Linked DNA regions of Cyprinus carpio: region 2 is linked to region 1. Evidence: chromatin contacts called from public Hi-C data. All regions are on one chromosome and are shown on one strand. Each heading gives the region's core, a stretch centred on a gene start, on an enhancer-like site or on the middle of the called end of the contact. The rest is flanking DNA. Distances are from core to core; before and after follow the strand shown. Region 1 holds the start of LOC109086363 (zinc finger and BTB domain-containing protein 18.2-like). Region 2 overlaps LOC109107413 (RAC-alpha serine/threonine-protein kinase-like).

Region 1 (4,923 bases), core at 1,169-3,668:
ACAAGCCCATAATTCATAATAACACTTCCTCCAGTGCATATCCTGTTGTCTCTCACATCAAAATCCAGCCACATATTTGTTTAGAGCTGTTTTGGCTTGTAAACTGTACTGTATCTGTGCAGATTTCTCTCCTGATTCAGATGAGACCCATTTTTTCACATATTTGAACAGTTTGAACATCTTAAAAATGGATTTGTTTCTTACAAACACGCAGCTTTTGTCTTAAAATGTTAACTGATGGACTGGAGTGGATTACTGTAATGTTTTTATCAGCTGTTTGGAATCTCATTATGACGGCACCCATTCACTGCAGAGCATCCATTGCTGAGACACTGATGCAATGCTACATTTCTCCAAATATGTTCACATGAAGAGCCATTTTTGGTTTTCCAAATAAACAGTTCTTAAACGTATTTCTTGGTGTGAAGAACCTTAAAGAACCTTCTGTGGAATAAAAAAACAGAGAGTGCATCAATGCCAATAAAAAAAAAAAAAAAAAAACTTTATTTTAACTATTCGAATTGTGAAAGAGCTCCAGAGTGAAAGAGCAGACCAGATGAACTAGTACAAGAGGAATCCAAACCTCAGAGTATTGTAAGAACAGCCTGCTTAACCAGTCCTTTAGAGAAGCTTCAAATGGCCCTTTCAAAGCGTTCGACAGCTGGAGTTTGGACAAAAGGTGACCTGAACAGTTGCAGAGGCCATGGGATGAGCAGCTGCAGCTCCTGCTCACGTCTGCGCTGCGTCTACAGGATCAACAACAGTTTGAGTGTCCGTATGGAAGAGCCATCCCAAAATAGCCCTGTGACTATGTTCTTCTGCTGCTTCTGCTCATAAACTGTGTCAACTCCAGTCATGTTGTGTGAAAACCACTGCATGCTGCTTTGTTTCAGTCACATACATTCATTTAGCAGATGTTATTAACTGAATTCATTGAATTCTTAAATTAAAACCTGATGCTCATGTTCTCCAGCTTGATTTGAGACAATCCAAAGAGCAACTTGAGCTTTTGTATAAGAAAGAAAATCTAATTGTCTATACAAAAGAGGCACATGAATAGGAATTTGAAAGAATATAAAAAAAGTTTTGAAAATTAAAAAAAAAAATTAAAATGATTTTAAACTATTTTTAAAATTAGTTTTATTTAAATGTATTTTAAATTATTTTATTTTTCAGAATCCTAAATTGTTCAGTTTATGTTAGTCCAAGTGTAATTAGTGTAATTGTCCAAGTTAAAATATTTTTTATTGATTTTGTTGTACAAACAGAGTAACTTTTCAGGTGAAAATAGTAAGACTGTAGTGCGAGTCAGTGCCAAGACATTCCAGCTCAGAGCAGGATTAGCTTCGATTAGATCCCAGCAAATGCTCTCCTAGCACACAACACATCAGCGCTCTCAACAAAGACCACAGGAGGAGGGGCAGCTTCTCAAAAGACCTCTAATTATACACTTAAACGCATTGAAAGAGTGGAATGCATTTAGGCTGGATGGGTTTGAGAGGATCAATGCAATTTGCAATCTTAAAAAATAACTTTAGCATCTAGAGCCCTCTCCAATAACACTTCATTTTCTAGAGAAAGAGAACAATCTCATATTGGCACTCTTTAGTTTAAGTTCCTCTTCACCTCGCTTTGTGTTTGCAAATTTTTCTTAGTTTAAGCTTTTCTTCTAACCAGAAATGCACCAGGTAGGTGTCATATTTAAAACAGTTTATTAAGTTAATTAAAAAATAAATAAATCATGACCAATTGATTTAATTTAAATTCACAACCCCGAGATTTAAAATGCATTTGTCATTTTGAAATTAACCCATTAAAATCAGTTAATATAAAATTTAAATATTGCATATTAAGATATTCAGATATTGTAACTTGTGAATAAAACCCAAAACATAAAAAGTAAACAAAAAAATACTACATAATAGATTTTTTAAACGCACAACCTCAAGATATAAAATGCATCATTTTGAAATTAATTCATTATATAAAAATAAGGCCGATATTGCAACTTGTAAATAAACACCAAAACATGAAATCAATAAAAAATGACAAAATAAACGTTTTTTTAACACACAGCCTCAACATGCAAAAAATGCATTTCTGAAATTAACCCATTTTTTTTTTAATTAAAGCAGATATTGTAACTTGTGAATAAACCCCAAAACATAAAAGATCTATAAAAAAATGAAACAAAGGCAAAATAATAGATTTATTTTTACATTTACATTTACATGTATGTATTAATATATATATTTACATTCATTTTACATTTATAACTCTTTATTTATTTAATTTAATTTAAGAGAAATGTCTTTTGTGAAATGCAGAGTAACACAGCTGTAGTTCAAGTGAACTCTGCTACTTACTGCCCCAGTGTGAGTTTGTCCTGAAGTACAGTACACTGGTGTTATCGCGAGACTGGACCATTAACAACCTGCTTGACACACACACACACACACACTCAGCGCGGAGCTTCACCGCACCGGACTCGAATCGCGCTGAGGAGCGGAAACACGGGCTCAACATCTGGACACACACCATGAGAGCACGCGGCTCCATCTGAGGAAACAGCGGTGAGTGCGCGCTTTGATCCGGACTCCAGTGTGACACAATGTTTCCGCGGCGCGTTTGATCCCCGACTCTGTCCGCGTTCCGCCGCCGCTCTTCACGACACCGGAGTTTATAACGCGACCTGAGCCGCATCAGCTCACGGGATGTTTGGGCGTGATATCAGGCATTAAAGGAGGAGAAAAGCGCTTAAAAGTTCCGCGTAATGCACCGCTGTCTTGTTCTCGCGAGTTTGGTTTAAAACAAAAGTACCCTGTCATGAGCTCGATCGCGCTTCTAAAACTTTAATATCAGCGAGACGCGTCCGTCTGTCTGTATAAAAATCGTATTAGAATTATAACGCGTTAAAAATTTAAAAACTCAGAGAAGTTTGAGGTTTCTTTAGAGGAACATATGGCATAAAGACACAGCTGGAGATTTGAGGCTGATGTCAGAGCAGCTGACTCTACCAGAACACACGCACACACACACACACGCGCGCGCACGCTCTTTCTCTCCGCTCACATGGACGAGAGGTTGCATTCAGTCGTCTGCTGCTCTGGATCTGTTCTCTTCATTGAGTTTATATGATGTTTGAGTTGGAGATGTGAGATGTTGTTTGCGCATGACTGGATTGAAGCTCTTTCACTGCTGCTGTTCGATGGGAAGCGCAAAGTGAAGATCAACTTGTGTGAGCTCTGAGAGAAGAGGGTATGTTGAGATTTGCGATCATTATTTGTTATACATTCCAAGCTTAAATGTTTAAACAAGTTGACTTTTATTCACTGTCTTGAATTCATTTAAATATTTGACATTTGCAAAATCAGGGAACCGCTTCTTGTTTTTAATGATATGCTTTTGTTCGTCTTTGGTGGCCTGTATGCTGAGTTAGATTCTTTTGTAGCTAGGAATTATAATTCTGAGACAGCTGTTTGTTGTGCAATAAAAAGCATCTTTGAAACTCAATTAAAATGTCAGTTTTTGACAGACATACTGAAGCTGCGCGGTGCAAACATCTTGGAAGGAACTGGTTTTTAATGTAGGATATCTTCGGTGGCCTGTATGGTGAATTAGAAGTGTAATAAAAGTCTGTTTTTGTAGCTTATAATTCTGAGATTGTTGTGCATCTTTGAAACGCAAAATCAAATGTAAATTTTTGACAATCGTTATAATGTAACTGCCTTACAAACATCTTGGAAGCACAACTAGTTTTTACTGTAGTAGGTTGTTTCTAGTTGTTGGTCTTCAGTGGTGTCTATGTTGAATTAGAAGTGAAATTATTATTTTGTAGACTGAAACTATAATTCTGAGTTTCTTTGAAACAGAATTGCATGTCAGTTTTTGACATTTATCGAGGATGCACATTGCAAACATCTCGGGAGAGCAACTAGTTTTTAATATATTACGATAATGTATGTGTACTGTATGTTAAATAAGTAGTGAAATAAACATTCTTTTGTAGCTTGAAACCTGAGACAGCTGCATTAAAAAGCATCTTTGAAACAATTAAAATGTCAGTTTTTGACAGACATGCTGCAGCTGCATTGCAAACATCTTGGAAGCACAAAAGATATTACTTTTGTTTGTCTTTGGCTGCCTTTAAGTTGAGTTAGAAGTGAAATACAAGATTCCTTTATAGCTTCAAACTACAATACTGAGTTCTGAGTGTTTGGAACTCAGCCAAATGTCAGTTTTTTGACTTTCTCAGTGGCCTTCAGTGTGTTTTCATGCTGAATCAGAAAGATTTTCTGTTTCTATTTTTCATTTTGTTGTGCATTGTTTATTTTATACGATGCAGATTGTTTCATGGGAAAATAACATGCAAAAACTTCTTCTGCATGCATACGAGAAGCGCTAGAAGAAAAAAAGCATGCTGCTCGGAAACCCACGGGTCGTGTTTGTAATGCAGCACACAGCTACTTTTGTTTGTCTCCGGCGGCCTGTAGATGCACCGTTGTGAATGGCTACCCGCCGTTTATTTAACATCCAGTTTTTCCTGTTTTCTGGCAGATCACACCATAAGAATGGAGTTCCCAGACCACAGCCGGCAGTTACTGCAGTGTCTGAGTCAGCAGAGACACCAGGGCTTCCTCTGCGACTGCACTGTGCTGGTGGGAGAGACGCGGTTCAAAGCGCACCGAGCCGTCCTGGCCTCATGCAGCATGTACTTCCACCTCTTCTACCGTGACCAGCTGGACAAAAGAGACGTGGTGCATCTGAACAGCGACATTGTGACAGCGCCGGCGTTCGGGCTGCTGCTGGAGTTCATGTACGAGGGAAAGCTGGAGTTCGGCGCTCTTCCGGCGGAAGACGTCTTGGCAGCGGCCAGCTACCTGCACATGTATGACATCGTGAAAGTGTGCAAAGGAAAGCTGA
Region 2 (4,923 bases), core at 848-3,347, 51 kb before region 1:
TAATATTCAAAACCAATGTAAATGATTAATTATGTAAATTATTATTTACATTATTTAAATTTTAAATTTTTATGATTTAATTAATTATTAGCTTATTTATTCTCTCACAAACCTGCAGTTCCACTTTATAAGAACAGAATATTAAAATCTAATCTCATCTCACTGATAAAGCATTTTCACTGAAGTATGGTAACTTTGTTTCAACAACTGTGCCTGTCACTTGTGGTGTTCCTCAGGGTTCTGTTATTGGCCCCATCTTATTTTCTTTGTATATGTTGCCTCTGGGATTAAATTTTTGCATTTAAGGATGCTTAGATATTGCCAGATATTTAGGCACATGGTCAGACTATTGCCATGACCAAGTAAAAAATCTAGGTGTTGTGTCAGAGCTGAAATTTGATAAGCAAGTTGCTTTTTCCAGATTAGTTCTATAGCTCGATTAAAGCCTATACTGTTGCAATGTTTTGTATGTGGGGTCCTCTCAGACCACTTTATCACGTTTGCAATAAGTGCAGAATGCAGCAGCTCAGCTGCTGGTGGGTGCTAAGAAAAGTCATCATATATCTCTACTACTTTGGCTTCTCTTAAGTTTTATCCTTTGAGAGGTTGGGATAGTATTCGATGTATTACTAGGCTGTGTGTTGTTTTTATGTTTTTGTATGCTGCTTGCACTGCACTTTGGTCTGCAGGTGCAGTTGTAAAGTGTTAATGAATGAATGAATGAATGAATAAAACTAGCTACTACACACTAACCCTAAACCCTTGAACTAAATCTTTTTTGCATTTATTGCACAATAAAACACAAACACAGAGAGAGTCCCCAGCAGAGGGCAGAGTTCAGGCTGGTTCACAGTGTGTTCGGCCCGCGGTCCCCTGATATCATGTGTTGTTGTGGGCAGCTGTGGGGTCAGCTGGAGCGCTGGTGGCCCTTCTGCTTCACCGGGACAGAAGCTCACGTTTCCCACAGCTCTGCCAAAACACGTCCCACAGAACCCAACACACCGGGCTAAAAACAACGCCGACGCAACTGTGTCAACACAACCAACCCTTCACCCAAACACACACACACACACACACACACACACACACACACACACACACACACACACTTGCATTACAGCTTCTTCAAGAGATTCACACAAACATTTCTCACTGAACAAGTGAATGTTCAAGGAAACGTCTAGGTCACATTTCACCACAAACTTAGATTACAGATAAAAAAATAAAAATAAAAAATTCAAAGCAAAAAAAAAATTACATATATATATAATAATATATATATATATATATATATATATATGATATATTTAAATATTTTTTACTATTATTTTTAAAAAATCTACTTTCATGTTTATTTTTTTATATATGTTTTTAGTTTTAAATAATACCAATATTATTTATTTTATTTACTTACTATGCTTCTTTCTTTTTCATTTACATTCTATTTACCTTTTTTCTTCTTTTTTTCCTTTTTTTTATTGGTTTACATTTATTTACATTATTTTTATTTATTTACATTGTATTTACTTTTTATTGGCTTTTTTATTTAGTTATCATTTATTTATATATTTACTATTTATTCATAATACAAAAATAATACAAATAAATGAATGGATTTAAATGAATCTCATCAAAAACTAGTCTTTGAATAAGGGTTTATATTGGACATCCCATAATTCCATGTTTCCCATCCTCCCTTCTATCGTGGCTTATTATTAATTAATAAAAACGTAAAATTTAAATAAATAATTTGAAAAGAAAAAGTCAAAATTCAATAATTTTAACACATAAATAATACAAACAAAAAACAAACAAAAAAAAAAAAAAAACCTAAATATTTTTTTGATAATCTTACATTTAATCTAAACCGAAATCAAACCGAAATCACAGAATCATCTGAATATGTTGAATTATAGAAATATTAACTTAAAATCTCAGTCAATATTTCTGTGACGGGTTTGGTGTGTTGTTCTCACCTCAGGGGCCAGATACTCTGGAGTCCCACAGAAGGTCTTCATCGTGGCTCCGTCTGTGATCCCCTCCTTACACAAACCAAAGTCAGTGATCTTAATGTGACCGTCTTTATCCAGCATCAGGTTTTCCAGCTGAGAGAGAAAACGATAGGAAAGAGACAGAAAACATTCAGCTTGTGATCATCTGATCATCTAATAAGAGTTTTCACAACAGTGACTGTCACCTTTCATCATATTTCCTCTAAATACATCTCAGAAAAACACTGAACCAACAGCTCCAGCAACATAAAAGTAAATAAAATCAATCAATAAAAAAGCTAAGGTACATAAGAAAATTTAAAATAGAAATATATAAATAAAAGCAAATTAATTAATTCATTAAAAACCTTTAAGAAATCAATTTTAAATATACATGAATCAGAAAAATAAAAAATAAAAAATACATAAATAAATAAAAATAAATAAATTAAATAAAAAGTAAATATATAAAAAGTAACTTGAAACAAAAGCTAATGAAAAGTATCTAATTAAATAAAATAAGCAAACAAAAAAAAAAAAAAAAAAAAAAAAAAAAATCAAAATTAAAAATATAAAAAAAAAGAAAAAGAAATAAAAAATAAACAAAAAATAAACAAAAATAAAATAAATTAATTTTAAAAAATGAACAGCGATTAAAAAGTAAAATAAAAATAAATTAATTTAAAAAATAAATAAATGAAAAGCAATTAAATTAATAAATTAATTAATTTGAAAAGTATAGTTTGCGGCATAAGTCTCTTTTTTTTTTTTTTTTTTTTTTTTACATATACTTAAGCAATCTGTTGCACTTAATTAATCTAAATCCAGTTCTTGTCAGTGATTTTTTTGGCCTGGCTTGTGTTGTGTTGTGATATGAAAATGTATAAAATGTAAAAAGATTAAACTCAGTTCAACACAATAACCCTGAAAGCTGAAATGTATCTCCAAATGAACTTTTTTTTAAATGGAAATAAGACGGCATCAGCGTGTGTGTGTGTGTGTGTGAGTGAGTGAGTGAGTGAGTGAGCGAGTGAGTGAGTGAGTGAGTGTGTGTGTGTGTGTGTGTGTGGTGTGTGTGTGTGTTTGGGTGTGTGTGTGTGTGTGTTTGTTGTGTTTGTGGTGTGTGTGTGTGTGTGTGTGTGTGTGTCTGAGTGAGTGAGTGTGTGTGCGTGCGTGTATGTGTGTGTGTGAGTGTGAGTGTGTGTGTGTGTGTCTGTGTGTGTGTGTGAGAGGGGTTTAATATAAGCACGTCTCAGTCACCTGGCAGCTGTATCTCACACACACACACACACACACACACACACACACACACACACACACACACCTGACAAACACTGAAACAGAGAAAGCACTTAACCAAGAAACCAAAAACATCTTAAACATACAAAGCAACTTTCCCATGAACCTGAGCAGCTCTGAAACAGAGAAAGCAAAGCACCATGCCACCACCTGAACCACAACAATCATCACAAAACACAAAACAACACACTCAAAAAACAAACACCATTACACTCCACAAACACACCAACTACTTCACCACTAATTAACAAAATCAAAAAACAGGATTATAACCACCGTTAAAAGTGACTTCAATAAAACAAATATAAAAACCTATAAAACTAAATAAAGAACACAAAAAATAAAACATTACTATAAAAAACACAGATTTTTTATATATATTTTTGGACATTTTAGATTATTTTAAAATTGTTTCATATTTTTCAATCTTTTATCAATCTGTATTAATAAAAAATAACAAAATACACACAAATTAACAATTAATCATAATTATTGTAATTAATACAAAAATAATATTATAAAATAAAAATATAAAAATAAATATATTTTTTAATGTATCAAACAAAATACTATAACTGTAATTCACAATTTAATTCATACTCTAGACTGTACTTCACAAATTTAATTTATATACAAATTATTATTATTAAAATTTTTAAATAAAAAACATAAAAAACACAACAATTTCAACAATTTTTAAAGTTACATAATGAAAAAATGATAATACAAGACTATAATATTTATGTTGTGTTGTGTGTGTGTGTGTGTGTGTGTGTGTGTGTGTGTGTGTGTTGTGTGTGGTGTGCATATATATAACATATCTAAGTATTAAATATTAGATGTATTTTTTTTTATTCGATTTTTGTAATTTTAGCACATTTCACCTCATTATAATGCTTTGAAAAATAAAATTTAAAATGTAATTTAACATTTAATTTACAAATAAATAAAAAACAAAAAAATCAAAACTTAAAAATAACACACTATAACACAATAAAAAATAGTGTCAAAACTTAAAAAAGAACACAAAACCTGGCTGGCACTGCAGTGCTGGGTGGAAAACATGAATATATTAACTATCATTGATGCGTGTGAAATATGAGCTGCGCGTGTTTTTGTGATATTCATTAATAAGTGACCACTGTGATAATGGATGAACTGGTTTATTAGTGATGAAATGACGCTGTATGATCAGATATGTTCTAATAAGTTCTAACCTTCAGGTCCCTGTAGACCACGTTTTTCTCTGAATGCAGGTAATCCAGCGCAGACACGATCTCTGCTCCGTAGAAACGCGCGAAATCTCTGGCTCCGTAAGGAACAAAAAAAACCCGCGCTGCGCGGATCCCGGGCTCGGGAGAAAACCCGGTCCCGAGACAAGTGGAAGAAAAGCTGCGGGAGAAAGGAGCGCTGCAGCGATTAAAGCATCAGATCACTGCAAACCATCACCTGATCTGAGCTTATCCTCACCTCTCCTCCGTTTGCGTACTCCATGACGAAACACAAACGGTCGTGGGTTTGGAAAGAGTACTTCAGAGCCTACACAAACACAAACAACAGTGTATTAAATCATCATCATCATAACAATAATAATATATGCGATAAAGACATTGGAATACAAACAACGTGTAAA

The links. Hi-C and Micro-C count contacts between places; a contact is called where the count stands out from the background.
Region 2: a contact with region 1 is called in a Hi-C map of skeletal muscle, with 3 times the contacts expected there. The contact joins the enhancer-like site here to the promoter of LOC109086363 in region 1. A contact is called at or near these places in 3 of 8 Hi-C or Micro-C datasets (all in skeletal muscle).

The regions. Positions count from the first base shown.
Region 1 is chrB17:321,462-326,384 of ASM1834038v1, reverse strand. It overlaps LOC109086363 (zinc finger and BTB domain-containing protein 18.2-like), which reads left to right and starts at 2,418. Exons shown (of 3, transcript XM_042743133.1): 1 at 2,418-2,573; 2 at 4,558-4,923. The coding sequence starts at 4,572.
Region 2 is chrB17:372,410-377,332 of ASM1834038v1, reverse strand. It overlaps LOC109107413 (RAC-alpha serine/threonine-protein kinase-like), which reads right to left. Exons shown (of 15, transcript XM_042743135.1): 8 at 4,761-4,829; 9 at 4,633-4,682; 10 at 4,508-4,595; 11 at 1,977-2,105. Among protein-coding and RNA genes, the nearest start is that of LOC109107414, 15 kb to the left of the region's middle. Within about 2 kb of position 2,097, at least 1 of the 8 cell types and tissues checked has an H3K27ac peak or open chromatin away from gene starts, as enhancers often do. A contact at or near this core is called in skeletal muscle, where this site is marked.